2 separate regions of the Sus scrofa genome follow, and region 1 is linked to region 2. The links are chromatin contacts, called in public HiChIP or PLAC-seq maps. All regions are on one chromosome and are shown on one strand. The core of a region is the stretch at or near the end of the contact, and the rest is flanking DNA. Distances in the headings are between cores, read along the strand shown.

Region 1 (7,233 bases), core at 872-3,371, 110 kb after region 2:
CTCTCCCAACCCAATTGTCCAGTGACCCTGTGGTTGGAATTGCTCTATGTAATAACCTCTATGATGGGGCAGGCCTATTCCTTATGCCTCCTCTCCTCTATCAGCCACACCATCTCTCTCAGCTTCATTCATGGATCTCATTCATTGCAGAAGAAAAGACCAGATGGCATCTCTGTGTGACTGCTTCTCAGCCATGACTGGGCTGAGAATTAGAACAACCTCCTGCAAAAATCTAAACTGGGGTTGGCTAACGACAGACTTCAAGCCAAACCTGGACTTCCTCCTATGCCTGCACATAAAGTTTTATGGGAACACAGCCACAGCCACGTGGGTACTAAGGTCTGTGGCTGCTTTCAGTCAGTAACAGCAGAGTCGAGTCTTTGGGACAGACTATCTGGCCTGCGAAGCCTGAAATACTTACCATCTGGCCTAGAAAAGATTTGCTGACCCTGATCTTAAAAGTAAAGTGGGAAATCTAAATTGTAAAAGGATGTAGTTTTTCCAATGGACTCAGAGCAGACACCATTTTTTCCCTCCATTTTTAAAAATTAAAGAATAGTCGATTTATAACGTTGTGCCAATTTCTGCTATACAGCACAGTGACCCAGTTGTGTGTGTGTGTGTGTGTGTGTGTGTGTGTGTGTGTGTGTGGTGTGTCCATTACCTTTCTTATGGTCTCTTCCATCATGTTTATCCCAAGAAACTGGATATAGGGACCTCGCTGCTTATCCATTCTAAATATAATAATTTTCATCTACTAACCCCAAACTTCCAGTACATCCCACTCCCTCCACCTTGGCAACTACAAGTTTGCTCTCTCTGTCTGTGAGTCTGTTTCTGTTCCGTAGATAGATTCATTTGTGACATATATTAGGTTCTATATATAAGTGATATCATATGCTATTTGTCTTTCTTTTTCTGACTTCCTTCACTTAGTATGACAATCTCTAGCTGCAAGCGTGTTGCTGCAAATGGCATTATTTCTTTCCTTTTTATGGGCTGAGTAGTATTCCACTGTGTATATGTACTACATCTTTTTTTTTTTTTTTTTTGTCTTTTCTAGGGCCATACCCATGGCATATGGAGGTTCCCAGGCTAGGCGTATAATCAGAGCTATAGCTGCTGGCCTACACCACAGCCACAGCAATGCCAGATTCGAGCCACGTCTTCAACCTACACCACAGCTCATGGAAACACTGGAATCCTTAACCCACTGATTGAGGCCAGGGATCGAACCAACAACCTTATGGTTCCTAGTCAGATTCGTTGACCACTGAGCCACTGCAGAACTCCTGTACTACATCTTCTTAATCCATTCATCTGTCAATGGACATTTAGGTGGTTTCTATGTCTTAGCTATTGCAAAGGGTGTCACCAATTTTTTTTTTGGTCTTTTTGCCTTTTCTAGGGCTGATCTCATGGCATATGGAGGTTCCCAGGCTAGGGGTCCAATAGGAGCTCCAGCCACTGGCTTATGCCAGAGCCACAGCAACTCGGGATCCGAGCCGTGTCTGTGACCTGCACCACAGCTCCGGATCCTTAACCCACTGAGCAAGGCCAGGAATTGAACCTGCAACCTCATGGTTCCTAGCAGGATTTGTTAACCACTGAGCCACAATGGGAACTCCGGGTGTCATCACTTTGAATGAGAGTTTGTGGGCCAAGAAATAGTTGGGCTTTTTGTGCATTGCTCTCATGCCAAAGAAGAGCTGCCCACTATTGCTGGAGAGGCAGGCCTGTGAGGAGTTGGACAAAATGTTGCATTGGTGAGGGACCTCCCCAGACTCCTTATAGAATGAGTGCGCTGACTAGAATTGAACACTGAATCCACCAACAGTGATGAACTGCGTGACAGATCATGAGTGAGCTTCTGTCCTCCTGGTCTACATTTTCCATTTTTTGGTAATGAACACAGGTCAGGTCCACAATCAGAAAAACGGTGGTCTCATGTCAATTTGGTGACAGCTTCTAGAAGGAGAGGCTGGGTGACGCCGTCATAGCAGATGAGAGACAAGAAACTGCAGGGCTCAAATCTTCTCTAAGAATCTTGCTGTCAGGGCACTGGTGGGGAAGCAATCACAAAACAATGAAATGATGCCAAAGAATGTCATCACCATGGTGACGCAGCTCTTCTCTGGAGGCACACAGGGAAGGAAGTGACTGACTCTATGGGGGGGGAGTTATAACCTCTTCCCATTTCCCCGGATTTTCTCTCACCCCTCAACGCACTCCAGATCTGCCATCACACCAAAACTGTGCCAGCTCCTTCTTCTGACTTTTCATTATGGGGGGACGGAATTTTACCTTCACATGCCTGAGAACAAAATTTGCTACCATTCTCATCACTTCCTGAAGATCAGAGCTGTTTCACACACTCCTTCTGCTCTTAAATACCTTTGCAATTCCCCTCCCTAGTTATATACCCAAAAGAATTGAGAACAGGTTGTCTTACTGTTTGGGCTGTTATAACCAAATATCTTAGACTGGGCAACCTAAAAACCACAGAAACTGTATTTCAGTTCTGAAAATCCAAGATCAAGGTGTCAGTAGATTGGGTGTCTGGTGAGGGCCTGCATCCTGTTTCACCCACAGCATCTTCTTTCTGTGTCCTCGTGTGGTGGAAGGGGAGAGGAAGCTCTCTGGGGTCTCTTTGTTAAGGGCACTTATTCATGAGGGCTTCACCTTTTTTTAAAAAATTAAAGTACAGTTGATTTACAATGTCGTGCCAATTTCTGCTGGACAGCAAGGTGACCCAGTCATATATATCCATTCCCTTTCTTATATTATCTTCCATCATGGTCTATCCCAAGAGTCTGGATAGAGTTCCCTGCGCTGTACAGCAGGACCTCATTGCTTATCGATTCTAAATGTCATAATTTGCATCTACTAACCCCAAACTCCCAGTCCCTCCCACTATGTCACGTTTTCTTTATCCATTCATCTGTCAGTGGGCACTTAGGTTGCTTCTATGTCTTGGCTATTGTAAATTATGCTGCAGTGAACATGGTGCATAATCACTCAATATCTTTTCCAGTTAGTCATTTTGTTTCCTCTGCATTAATATGCAGAAGTGGAATTGCAGGATATTATGTTGGAACCTGTAGTCAGCACAGAATGGACTGAAGTAGATGGAGGGGATGGGACCAGAAGGAAGAGGCCACAGAGAGGCAGTCTTGAGGTCACTCATGCCTCAGTTTATCTTTGAGGTGCCCTCTCGGGCCAGGTTCTTCACTGGGAGGTGAGATGGAGCACCTGCTCTCTGCAAAGTCCTTCTTAGCTGGGTGGCAGTCCTGTGGAGGGGATGGGACTCAGGTTGGTTGAAAGGTGAATTGGGGGCTCAAAGTGGACAGCGCCCCTGCCTGTGGCTGGGGGTGGAGGAGCAAAGCACCCATGAGAGGCCACTATGAGGCCAGGTCTTCACGGAGGAGATGGCGGCGCAGGGGGCGGGGGGGGGGGGGCGGCATTGCAGGAACCAGAGCTCTGTTCAGAGGGGTCTCACACAGCTTTCTGCTTTTCTTCCATCTTCCCTCTTGTGGTCCTGGCGCTGGGGTTCTCCAAATGGCCTCTAGGGGGCAGCAAGTCCCCGGCTCTCCAGTGTCCATGTTTTTCAGCCCTCTGGCCAGTTACGCCCAGCTGCTGCCACCACCCATCAATTGAGCTGAAATCACTCATGTCTCTGCTTGCTTAGAAGAAAGAATAAAATAGCGACTACCACAGATTGTATTCGTGTTTCAGTATCTCTTATACCTTAGGGACTTTTTTTTGACAGGTTCCTTGTAGAAAATTGAGATCATCCAGAGTTGCGTGGCGAATCACCCAGAACTGTCACCTGTGAGAGATCAGCAGGACTCACATTTCAGAGCAAATAATTCCATTCGAATTTCATACAGAAACGAAGTGGAAATATACAGTTGTAACGTGCCTCTCTTTCACCTGCAGTCTCGTGGGCACTATTTTTGTGGCAAGTATCCTGGAATATCATCACCCTTTATGACTTGGCACACTTCGTTTCACATTTCACTGCTGCACTGGCATCATATGGGTTGGGTGTTAGCCCCAGCTCTGTCCTGGAACCTCTCAGCTCCACACCTTGGACAGTGGCCTGGACTTGTGCAGCCTGTCTGATTATGTAACGTGCAACATTCAAGTGGTAGTTAACTGTGGTGGAGGTTTCAATCCTGGGATTGCTGGTCTTCAAAGAGAATTCTGCATCATGAGAGGGTTTGGGACACTGTCTGGGGCACTACCTGGAATGGGAATAAAAAGAATGAGATTTACCCAAACAACTGGTGAAGCTCAGGCAGACACCTGGTCTGGGGGCCTCAGTGGGGGTGAATATTGGCTCTCTGAAAAGTTATCTTCACCCCTAGAACCTGGGTGAATTACTTGGAAAAGGGTCTTTGCAGAAGTAATTAAATGAAGGATCCTTTTTTCTTCCTTTTTATGGCCGTGCCTGTGACATATGGAAGTTCCTGGGCTAGGGGTTGAATTGGAGGTGCAGTTGAAGCCCATGCCACAGCTACAGCAATGCCAGATCCGAGCTGCAGCTGCAACCTACACCATAGCTTGCCACAATGCCAGATCTTTAACCCACTGAGTGAGGTTGGGGATTGGGTCTGCATCCTCACAGATACTGTGTCAGATTCTTAACCTGCTGAGCCACAGCAGGAACTCTGTTTTTGAAATCTGTAAGTCTGTTTCTGTTCTGCAAATAAGTTCTTTTGTATTTTTCGATTCCACATATAAATGATATCATAAGATACTTTTTCTCTGACTTACTTCACTTAATATGATAATCTCTAGGTCCATGTGTGTTACTTCAAATGGCATTTCATTGATTTTCATGGCTGAGTAATATTCCATTGTGTATATGTACCATATCTTCTTTATCCGTTCCTCTCTTGGTGGACATTTAGGTTGCTTCCATATCTTGGCTATTGTAAATACAGATGCTATGAACATTGGGGAGCATGTATCTTTTCCAATTATGGATTTCTCTGGATATATGACTAGGAGTGGGATTGCTAGATCCTATGATAGTTCTGTTCTTACTTTTTGAGGACCCTCCATACAGTTTTCCATAGTGGTTATACCATAAATTTCTGTTATTTTAAGCCATCAAGTCTGTAGCTATTTGTTACAGTAGCTCCAGGAAGCTAACAGAGGGTCCAGAGATAAGAAGGGGCTTCCACGGAAAAGAGGGCGTTGTGGCTTTGGTGCCAGGGACCACCTGTCTCCTGGGGTGGCCCTCTCACTGCACAGATCACGATCTGGCCTGAGTTCCTTTAGTGAGTTTGGACAAGAAGCAGCTTTCAGACTCCTGCCTAGCCTACCTCGATTCAAGGGGAGAGCTGTGGCCTCCATGTACAGGAACTGGAGTGGACTGGGAGAGGCATGAAGAATCGTGAGAAAGCCCTGAAGTAACTGGTGAGAATTGGATGGGCCTTTATCAGAAAAAGGCAGGAGTTCCCTATGCGGCTCAGCAGGTTAAGGACCCAACTAGTATCTATGAGGACTCGGGTTTGTTCCCTGGCCTTGCTCAGTGGATTAAGGAGCCTGAGTTGCTACAGCTGTGGTGTAGGTCACAGATGCGGCTCAGATCCCATGTTGCTGTGGCTGTGGCCTAGGCCGGCGGCTACAGTTCCCATTTGACCCCTAGCCCAGAACTTCCACATGCCATGGTGCGACCCTGAAAAAGAAAAAAAAAAAAGAAAAATGCAGAACGATCTGGGTCTGCACCATCTCAGCTGGTATAACTCAGGTTCAGACATTTCTTTTCAAGGACATGCCACAGTCAAGGTCTGGGATAGGTCCACACAGGGGAATCACAGGCTCCACTTGACACCAAGGAATTACAATGAACATGGGTGGAGGTGAGGGACTATGGAGCCAGAGGCTGTGCTTGAATCCCACCCTGCGGTGTTTCAGGTGACCATGCGATGAACGGTACCATCTCCCTGGGCCCGCATCTGTCCCCTGCAAACAGGGACAGTGATGGTCACTTCTGAGTAATCTGGCTTCTATGCACAAGAACCTGGTTTGTGGAATTCCCTGGTGGCTCAGTGTATTCAGGATTCAGCATTGTCATTGCTGTGGTGCTGGTTCGATCCCTGGTCCAGGAATTTCTGCATGCCAAGGGTGTGGCCAAAGAATGTTTTATTAAAAATTTTATTTTATTTATTTATTTTTTTTAACTTGCATGTAAATTTTTAAAAAAATTTTAAGGGAGTCCCCGTTGTGGCTCAATGGGTTAAGAACTTGACACAGTGCCTGTGAGGACTTGGGTTTGATTCCTGGCTTTGCTCAGTGGGTTAAGGGTCTGGCATTGCCACAAGCTGCTGTGTAGGTCGCATATGCAGCTCGGATCTGCTATGGCTGTGGCATAGGTTGGCAGCTGCAGCTCCAATTCAACCCCTATCCCAGGAACTCCTATATGCTGCAGGTTTGGCCCTAAAAAGAAAAAGGAAAAAAATTATTAAAAGAATTTATATAAAAAATTTAATATAATTGTCTTGTTTTTTATTTTCTTTGCCTTTAATGAATGCAGTGTGGTAGACTCTACCCCTAACATAATACTTATCTCTTTCGCTGTTTGTACGTGTACAATTAGGTGGCATTCAATGCATTCACCATGCTGTGCAACCATCACCATTCTCTACACTCAAAAGTTTTTCATCAGCCCCAACATAAACTCTCTGCTCCTTAAACTCTAACTCCCCTTTCTCCCCCCACCCCCAGGCCCTGATAATCTGTGTGTGTGTGTGTGTGTGTGTGTGTGTGTGTGTGTGCGCGTGCGCTTTTTTAGGGCCACACCCAAGGCATATGGAGGTTCCCAGGCTAGGGTCTAATTGGGGCCATAGCTGCTGGCCTATGCCATAGCCACAGCAACACCGGATCTGAGCCGCATCTGCGACCTATGGCTCACGGCAGCGCTGGATCCTTAACCCACTGAGCAAGACCAGGGATTGAACCTCATGGTTCCTAGTCGGTTTGTTAACTGCTGAGCCATGATGGGAACTCGTGATAATCTTTTTTTATAATGATTTTTATTTTTTCCATTATGGTTGGTTTACAGTGTTTTGCCAGTTTTCTACGGTACAGCAAAGTGACCCAGTCACACATACATAGATATACGTTCTTTTTCTCACATTATCCTCTATCACATTCCATCACAAGTGACTAGATACCCAGTGCTATACAGCAGGATCTCATTGCTTATCCATTCCAAATGCA
Region 2 (7,343 bases), core at 1,953-4,452:
GCTCCTCGGAACACCCTGGGGACTGCTGAGGTGGGCACGCAGGCTCAGGGAGGGTGTCACCAGAGAACTAACTAGGAGGCTGAACTGGTTTAAAGCCATGCCCCTTCTGGTTCTGGAAGCACCATGGGGAGGCCACTGGGTGCCTAAAAGCAGTAATGGCTTTTATAATTAAAAAAAAGAAGGCTTGTTAGGGTCTCGTTTATATACAAGCAATTTCTTTTTCCCCCTTTTTAATTTTTTTTATGGCGATAGGTGCAGTTCCTGGACTAGGGGTCAAGTCAGAGCTGCAGCTGCAGGCCACAGCCACAGCCACGTCAACACTGGATCCAAGCTGTATCTGAGACCTGCCCTGTAGCTTGCGGATCCTTAACCAGTGAGCAAGACCAGGAATCGAACCCATATCCACATGGACACTATGTGGGTTCTTAATCCATTGAGTCACAGGGGAACTCCCCCCCCCCCCAAAGAAATTCCTTCTTTGAATGTCCTTAGGTCTAAATTGTGACAAGACTTCCTTACCTGCTATCAAGATCTAGGACAAGCCCTTCTGGTTTTGTGGCAATGGGGCCTTGAAGGACACAGCCCCATATCTACCTGATCTGCTCAGCTTGGCACCTCTGGAGGGCAGCCGTGCTGCCATCTCAGGTGACCTACAGTGACTTTCATGCAACGTGGCCGGGTGCCTTTGCCCATGGGGACTCAGACTGTCTGGGGCACCCATTTTAGATGCCTCAGAAGCTTCCACCATCAGCTGAAAATCCCCCCTACCCCCGTGGCTAGGTACTTTCCTGCTGCTCTCCAAGCTGCAAGTCACATTGCTCTTGAGGTGTAAAAACACAAGAAAAACACGTCACAAAAAAAAACCATCGAGGCTGGGGCAAAGGCCAGAGAGAGGCACCTTATCAAGATTTAGGGACTAACACAGTGGTTGTAAAGGTCACACTCGAGCCCTGGGTCAGCAAGCTTTCTCAGGAAAGGGCCAGTGAATGGTATCAGCTTTTCAGACCAGCTCTGCCGCTGCAACAAGTGAGCCGTATGTAAATGAGTGGGTGTGGCCAAGTGCCAATTAAATTTTATTGACAGAAGTAATCGGGGCACCTCAGGTGGCTATTCTCTGCTGGTGAGAACCACTGTGACTACTGAGTAGCTGGACACACAGGGACCAACACACATGGCCCCAGCTCTGGCCCTTGAGCTGTATGAGTTGGTTGGTTTGTGGTGCTCCTGAGCTCACAGAAGAACCAGAGGTTCCACCAGGGTTCTCCACTGCCACTTTAGGGGGAGGAAAAAGACCACCTGTGCCGCCTGGTTCCAAAGATGGCCCTGCAACTCATATTTTGTGACACCTCCCCATGCTGCCCTCTGTACTCATATTTTTGGACCCAGCACCCTATGAGAGGCTGGGGCAGTGCTCACCTCACTGAGACTATAGGGAAGGATGAGTTTGTCATTAGAAGTCACCGTTTTTCTTTTGGTCAGAACTTCCACCAAGATTTCTCGCTTCACCTGTTTCAAGGTCAAGGAGGAAGAGAAGGGGGTGGGGAGAGGAATAAAGTAAGAGCTTGGCAATAACAGAGACATACTACTATACATAAAAGAGATAAACAACAAGGTCCTACTATATAGCACAGGGAATTACATTCAATATCTTGTAATAACCTATAATGGAAAAGAATCTGAAAAAGAACACACGCACACACAGACAGACACAGATATCTGAATCACTGTGCTATACTAGAAACTAATACAACTGTAAACTGTAAACCAACTATACTTCAACTGAAAAATAAATAAACAAATGAGTTAAAAAACAAAAACAAAAACAAAAACAAAAAACCAGAAAGGAGAGGAGCTGGGGAGCTCATTGACTGGATCCTTGTATCACTGAGGCAAGGCCTGAGGAAGGTGGGACGCCAGCAGCTGGGCCAGGAAGTGAGCCCAAAGCCCACCCTCAGGGCTGCCAACCCACGGTGTGAGCTATACTCGGTGTGTCTCAGAATTTTCACACCCACAGGCTTGACTGACAGCCAAGAGTGGTCAAAAACAAACTTACAGGCACGTTTTAAATCAACTATACTTTGTGTGTGTGTGTCTTTTTAGGGCCACACCCATGGTATATGGAGGTTCCCTGGCTAGGGGATGAATCAGAGCTGTAGCTGCCGGCCTACACCAGAGCCACAGCAACGCCAGATCCAAGCCACATCTGTGACTTCCACCACAGCTCAGGGCAACGCCGGATCCTTAACCCGCTGAGCAAGGCTGGGGATCAAACCTGCGTCCTCATGGATACTAGTCAGATTTGTTTCCGCTGAGCCACAATGGGAACTCCAATCAATTATGCTTTAATTAAAAAAAAAAAAATCACCTACAAAAATCCCCCAAAAACAAAAACAGAAAAACCCCTTACTGTTACCAAAGGGGAAAAAGCAGGGGGAGGAATAAATTAGGAGTTTGGGATTAAAAAATACACTGCTATACAGAAAGTAGATAACCAACAAGGACCAGGAACTATGCTCATCATCTTGTAATAACCGCTAATGGGAAAGAATCTAAAAAAAGAATCAATCACTTTGCTGTACATCTGAAACTAACACACCATGGTAAATCAATTATATTTCAATAAAAATTTTAAAACAAGAAATGAGGAACGGATGGACCTTGAAGGCATTATGCTAAGTGAAGTAAGTCAGACAGAGAAAGACAAATGCTGTACGATCTCACTTCTACGTGGAATCTGAAAAAATGAAAAACAACCTCCCCAAAGCCCCAAGCTCATAGATACAGAGAACAGGCTGGTGGTTGCTGGTGCTGGAGGGTGCATGAAGCATGTGATGGTGGTCAAAAGGCATAAACTTCCAGTTATAAAATAAGTCATGGGGAGGCAGTGTACAACTTGCATAACAAAGTTGCTAAAAGAGGAGATCTGAAAAGTTCTCATCACAAGAGAAACAAAAAATTCTGTAGCTAAGTTTAGGGTGGCAGATGTTAAGTGGACCTCTCCTGGTGGTGATTTTTCAACATATTCAAACACTGAAGCCTTGTTGGGTAGCTGAAACTGCAATAATGTCATATGTCAATTATACCTGAGTTAAAAAAAAAAAAAAAAAGAAAAAAGGAAAGAAATGCGGAAGGGGCATGGCAGTGATGGCCCAGGGGAGGAAGCAGGCAGACAGGCTCCAGTTTACAGAAGTGCAGCCAGTGCAGGAAGTTCTGGGCCTTGGGGGTCACTGTGGCTGAGAACAGGGGGCAGTACCTTCAGGAGCTGTGACAGCGTGTCGAGGACCTCGGGGGGCCCAACCTCCAGGCCTTCGTCTCGGCCCGTGGCTCTCTTCTTGTAAGTGACATTGCCCAGGTACAGGATGGCTGAGAGGATGGAAAAAATCCTGGGGGAGAAAAGGAGCCTGGGTTGGGGCAGCTTCCCCAATGGTAAGACATCAGAAGCTTCCAGTGAACTTGGCTGAATTCATAAAACCAGTAATTCCAATCAAACCGCACGAAGCCTGAAAAATGCTGAATCCTTCATTGGGGACACTCAGTGGAATGGAATTTTGGAGGCACAGATTTCTATTTTTTTGGTGGTAGTGGGAAGTGGGGGTGCTTACTAATTTTTTAATTTGTTTTTTGCTTTCTAGGGCTGCATCCGCAACATATGGAGGTTCCCAGGCTAGGGGTTGAATCGGAGCTACAGCCGACAGCTTAGGCCACAGAAACAGCAAGATCTGGGCCATGTCTGAGACCTACACCACAGCTCATGGCAACGCCAGATCCTTAACCCACTGAGCGAGGCCAGGAATTGAACCCACATCCTCATGGATCCTAGTCGGGTTCGTTAACCATTGAGTCATGTAAGGAACTCATTTTTTGTTTGTTTGTTTTTCTTTTTAGGGCTGTACCTGTGGCATATGGAGGTTCGCAGGCTAGTGGTCCAATTGGAGCTGTAGCCGCCAGCCTACGTCACAACCATAGCAACTCGGGATCCGAGCCGCGTCTATGACCTACACCACAGCTCACAGCAATGCTGGATCTTTAACCCACTGAGCAAGGCCAGGGATTGAACCTGAGTCCTCACGGATCCTAGTCAGGTTCGTTAACTGCTGAACCATGATGGGAACTCCTAATTTTTTTTTAATGGAGGCATAACATGCATACAAAATAAAGTTCACCATTCCCTAAGCCCGAATTTTGATGAAGTATCTCACAATGTATAGCTACTTGTAACTAGCACTCAGACCAAGGAATAGAACACTGCAGACCCTGGAAGCCCCCACGGAGGAACTGCTGTCCTGACATCTAACACCATCTACGAATTTGATGTCAACGAAATCACAGGTACTTACATATAGCCCACGGAATGTGGAGGTTCCTGGGCCAGGGATTGAACCCATGACACACAGTGACCATAGCAGTGACAATGCCAGATCCTTAACTACTAGGCCAAGGAACTCCAGCATTGTTCATTTCTTTCTCTCTCTTTTTTTCAATGGCCACACCTTCAGCATATGGAAGTTCCCGGGTCAGGGACTGAATCAGAGCCGAGGCCTACATCACAGCCATAGCAACACCGGATCTGAGCCAGATCTGTGACCTATGCTGCAGTCTGTGGCAATGCCAGATCCTTAACCCACTGAGCAAGGCCATGGATTAAACCCACATCCTCATGGAGATAGCGTTGGGTTCTTAACCCGGTGAAACACAAAGGAACTCTGGCGCTGTTTTTTTTTTTTTTTGTCTTTTGTGTTTTTAGGGCCTCATCCATGGCATATGGAGGTTCCCAGGCTAGGGGTCTAATCAGAGCTACAGATGCCGGCCTATGTCACAGCCATAGCGATACCAGATCTGAGCTGTGACTGCGACCTACACCATAGCTCACTGCAACGCTGGATCTTTAACCCACTACGGCCAGGGATTGAACCTACAACCTCATGGTTCCTAGTCGGATTCATTTCTGCTGGGCCACAACAGGAACTCCTGCATTGTTCATTCTTAATGCTGTCACTTCTCAGCCTTGGCATTGCTGGCACGTGGCCTCCACCCACCTGGCATCCCCCACACTTGTAGTGAAACACTCAAAAATGTCTCCAAACAACGCCAAGCATCCCCTGGGAGCAGAATCGGATCCCCAATGAGAAACACTGCTGCGGTGGGGCGGGGGGTAGTCCGGGAGACCAAGGCCCATTTTTGTATAGGCCCTAATCTAAGAATGTGGTTCTTAAGATTTTTTTTTTTGTCTTTTTGCCTTTTCTAAGGTCGCACCCACAGCATATGGAGGTTCCCAGGCTAGGGGTCTAATCGGAGCTGTAGCCGCTGGCCTATACCAGAGCCACAGCAACGTGGGATCCGAGCCACGTCTGCAACCTACACCATAGCTCATGGCAATGCTGGATCCTTAACCCACTGAGCAAGGCCAGGGATCAAACCCACAACCTCATGGTTCCTAGTCGGATTTGTTAACCACTGAGCCATGACAGGAACTCCTAGATTTTTTTTTTTTTTAAATGGGCAGGGTATATGGAAGTTTTTGGGCTAGGGATTGTATCCGAGCTGCAGCAGCTTCAGCAGCTTCAGCAATGCTGGATCCTTTAACTTACTGTGCCAGAATGGGAATTGAACCTGTACCTCCACAGAGACCTGAGCCGCTGCAGTCAGATTCTTAACCTACAGTGCCACAGCGGGAACTCCAGAATGGTTCTTAAGCTTTTAAAGGGTCGTTAAGAAACAAAACAGAATACAAAAAAGATGCAAGAGAGGCTGCCTGGCCCAGAAAGCTGAAAATATTTATTATCTGCCCCTCTCCAGAGGGGATATATTGCAATGTGTTTATTTATTTAATCTCTGGTTGGCAGGCATTTGGGAGGGTTTCTGGGTTTGGTGGCTATTGTAAATGAGGCTATGTGCATTCATGTGGGTGTTTTTGGGTGAGCAAATGTATGCGTTTGGCTGTGTACACACATCCGTAGCGGAAACTGTCAAAAGTTTTTCCACAGCGGCTGGCCCCATTTGTGCTCTCCCAGTGGCACACTGGGCAGAAGCTTTCCTTCTGGGTATCTTGGTTGCCTGGGCAGGTGTGGAAAATACTCCATGAGGTTTTGAAGAGGTTAAACCTTTTTCTTCCCTTTTTTGGCTGCCTCAAGGCAAATAGAATTCCCAGGCCAGGGATCAGATCCGAGCTGCAGTTGTGACCTAAATTGTAGCTGCGGCAACCCCAGATCCTTAACCCATTGTACTGGGCTGGGGATTGAACCTGCATCCCAAAGCTCCAAAGATGCCACTGGTCCCATTGTGCCACAGCAAGAACTCGAGGAAAATAGCTTTTGTTTGTTTGTTTTTTGTCTTTTTAGGGCTGGACCTGCGGCATATGGTGGTTCCCAGGGTAGGGGTCTAATTGGAGCTACAGCTGCCGGTGTACACCACAGCTCACGACAACGCTAAAAACGCTGGATCCTTAACCCACGGAGTGAGGCCAGAGTTCGAATCTGCAAGCTCATGGTTCCTAGTTGGATTTGTTTCTGCTGCGCCATGACGGGAACGCCAAGCCGTTTTTAATTGTGGTACAATACACATCATATAAAATTTGCCTTCTTGGAGCTCCCTGGTGGTCTAGTGGGTTAAGGATCCGGCATTGAGACTGCTGTGGCTTGGTCATGGCTGTGGTGTAGGTTTGATCCCTGGCCTGGGAATTTCTGCATGCTATGGGTGTGGCCAAAGAAAAAATAAAATTTTCCTTCTTGACCATTTTTTTTTTTTTTTTTTTTGGTTCTACCTGCAGCATGCAGAAGTTCTGGAGCCTGGGATTGCACCTGTACCATGCAGTGACCTGAGCCACAGCAGTGACAATGCCATATCCTTCACCTGCTGAACCACCAGGGAACTCTGGTTCTGACTGTTTTGTTTTTTAATCCCTGGGTGTACCGGAGGCGTATGGAAGGGCCAGGGATCAAATCTGAGCTGTAGCTGTGACCTATACCACACCAGATCCTTAACCCACTCTGCTGGGCTGGGGATTGAACCTGTGCTGCCACAGAGATGACACTGGATCCTTAACCCACTGTGCCAAAGCAGGAACTCCCCTGACTGTTCTTAAAGTGGACAACTCTGTAATGTGAAGTATATCCCTGTGGGCTTTTTTTTTTTTTAATATAAATACATATGAGTAAATTTAATTTTATTGGATTTTTTTCTGCATCTATTGAGATAGTGTAGTTTTTCTGCCAATAAACAGCATCTGTTAGTTAATTTGTTAATATGGGGATTAAGATTATTTAAACGAGGAGTTCCCGTCGTGGCGCAGTGGTTAATGAATCTGACTAGGAACCATGAGGTTGCGGGTTCGATCCCTGCCCTTG

What was found. HiChIP or PLAC-seq counts read pairs in DNA pulled down with a chosen protein or histone mark.
Region 1: a contact with region 2 is called in an H3K27ac HiChIP or PLAC-seq map of alveolar macrophages. The contact joins two enhancer-like sites. A contact is called at or near these places in 3 of 47 Hi-C or Micro-C datasets (brain, embryonic fibroblasts and subcutaneous adipose tissue) and 1 of 2 datasets of contacts at active chromatin or transcription factors (alveolar macrophages).

Annotation. Positions count from the first base shown.
Region 1 is chr2:60,602,935-60,610,167 of Sscrofa11.1, forward strand. No RefSeq gene overlaps it. Among named protein-coding and RNA genes, the nearest start is that of CPAMD8, 29 kb to the right of the region's middle. Within about 2 kb of position 2,122, at least 3 of the 83 cell types and tissues checked have an H3K27ac peak or open chromatin away from gene starts, as enhancers often do. A contact at or near this core is called in alveolar macrophages, where this site is marked.
Region 2 is chr2:60,493,974-60,501,316 of Sscrofa11.1, forward strand. It overlaps MYO9B (unconventional myosin-IXb), which reads right to left. Exons shown (of 42, transcript XM_021083575.1): 8 at 3,254-3,383; 9 at 1,417-1,506. Among named protein-coding and RNA genes, the nearest start is that of USE1, 44 kb to the left of the region's middle. Within about 2 kb of position 3,203, at least 3 of the 83 cell types and tissues checked have an H3K27ac peak or open chromatin away from gene starts, as enhancers often do. A contact at or near this core is called in alveolar macrophages, where this site is marked.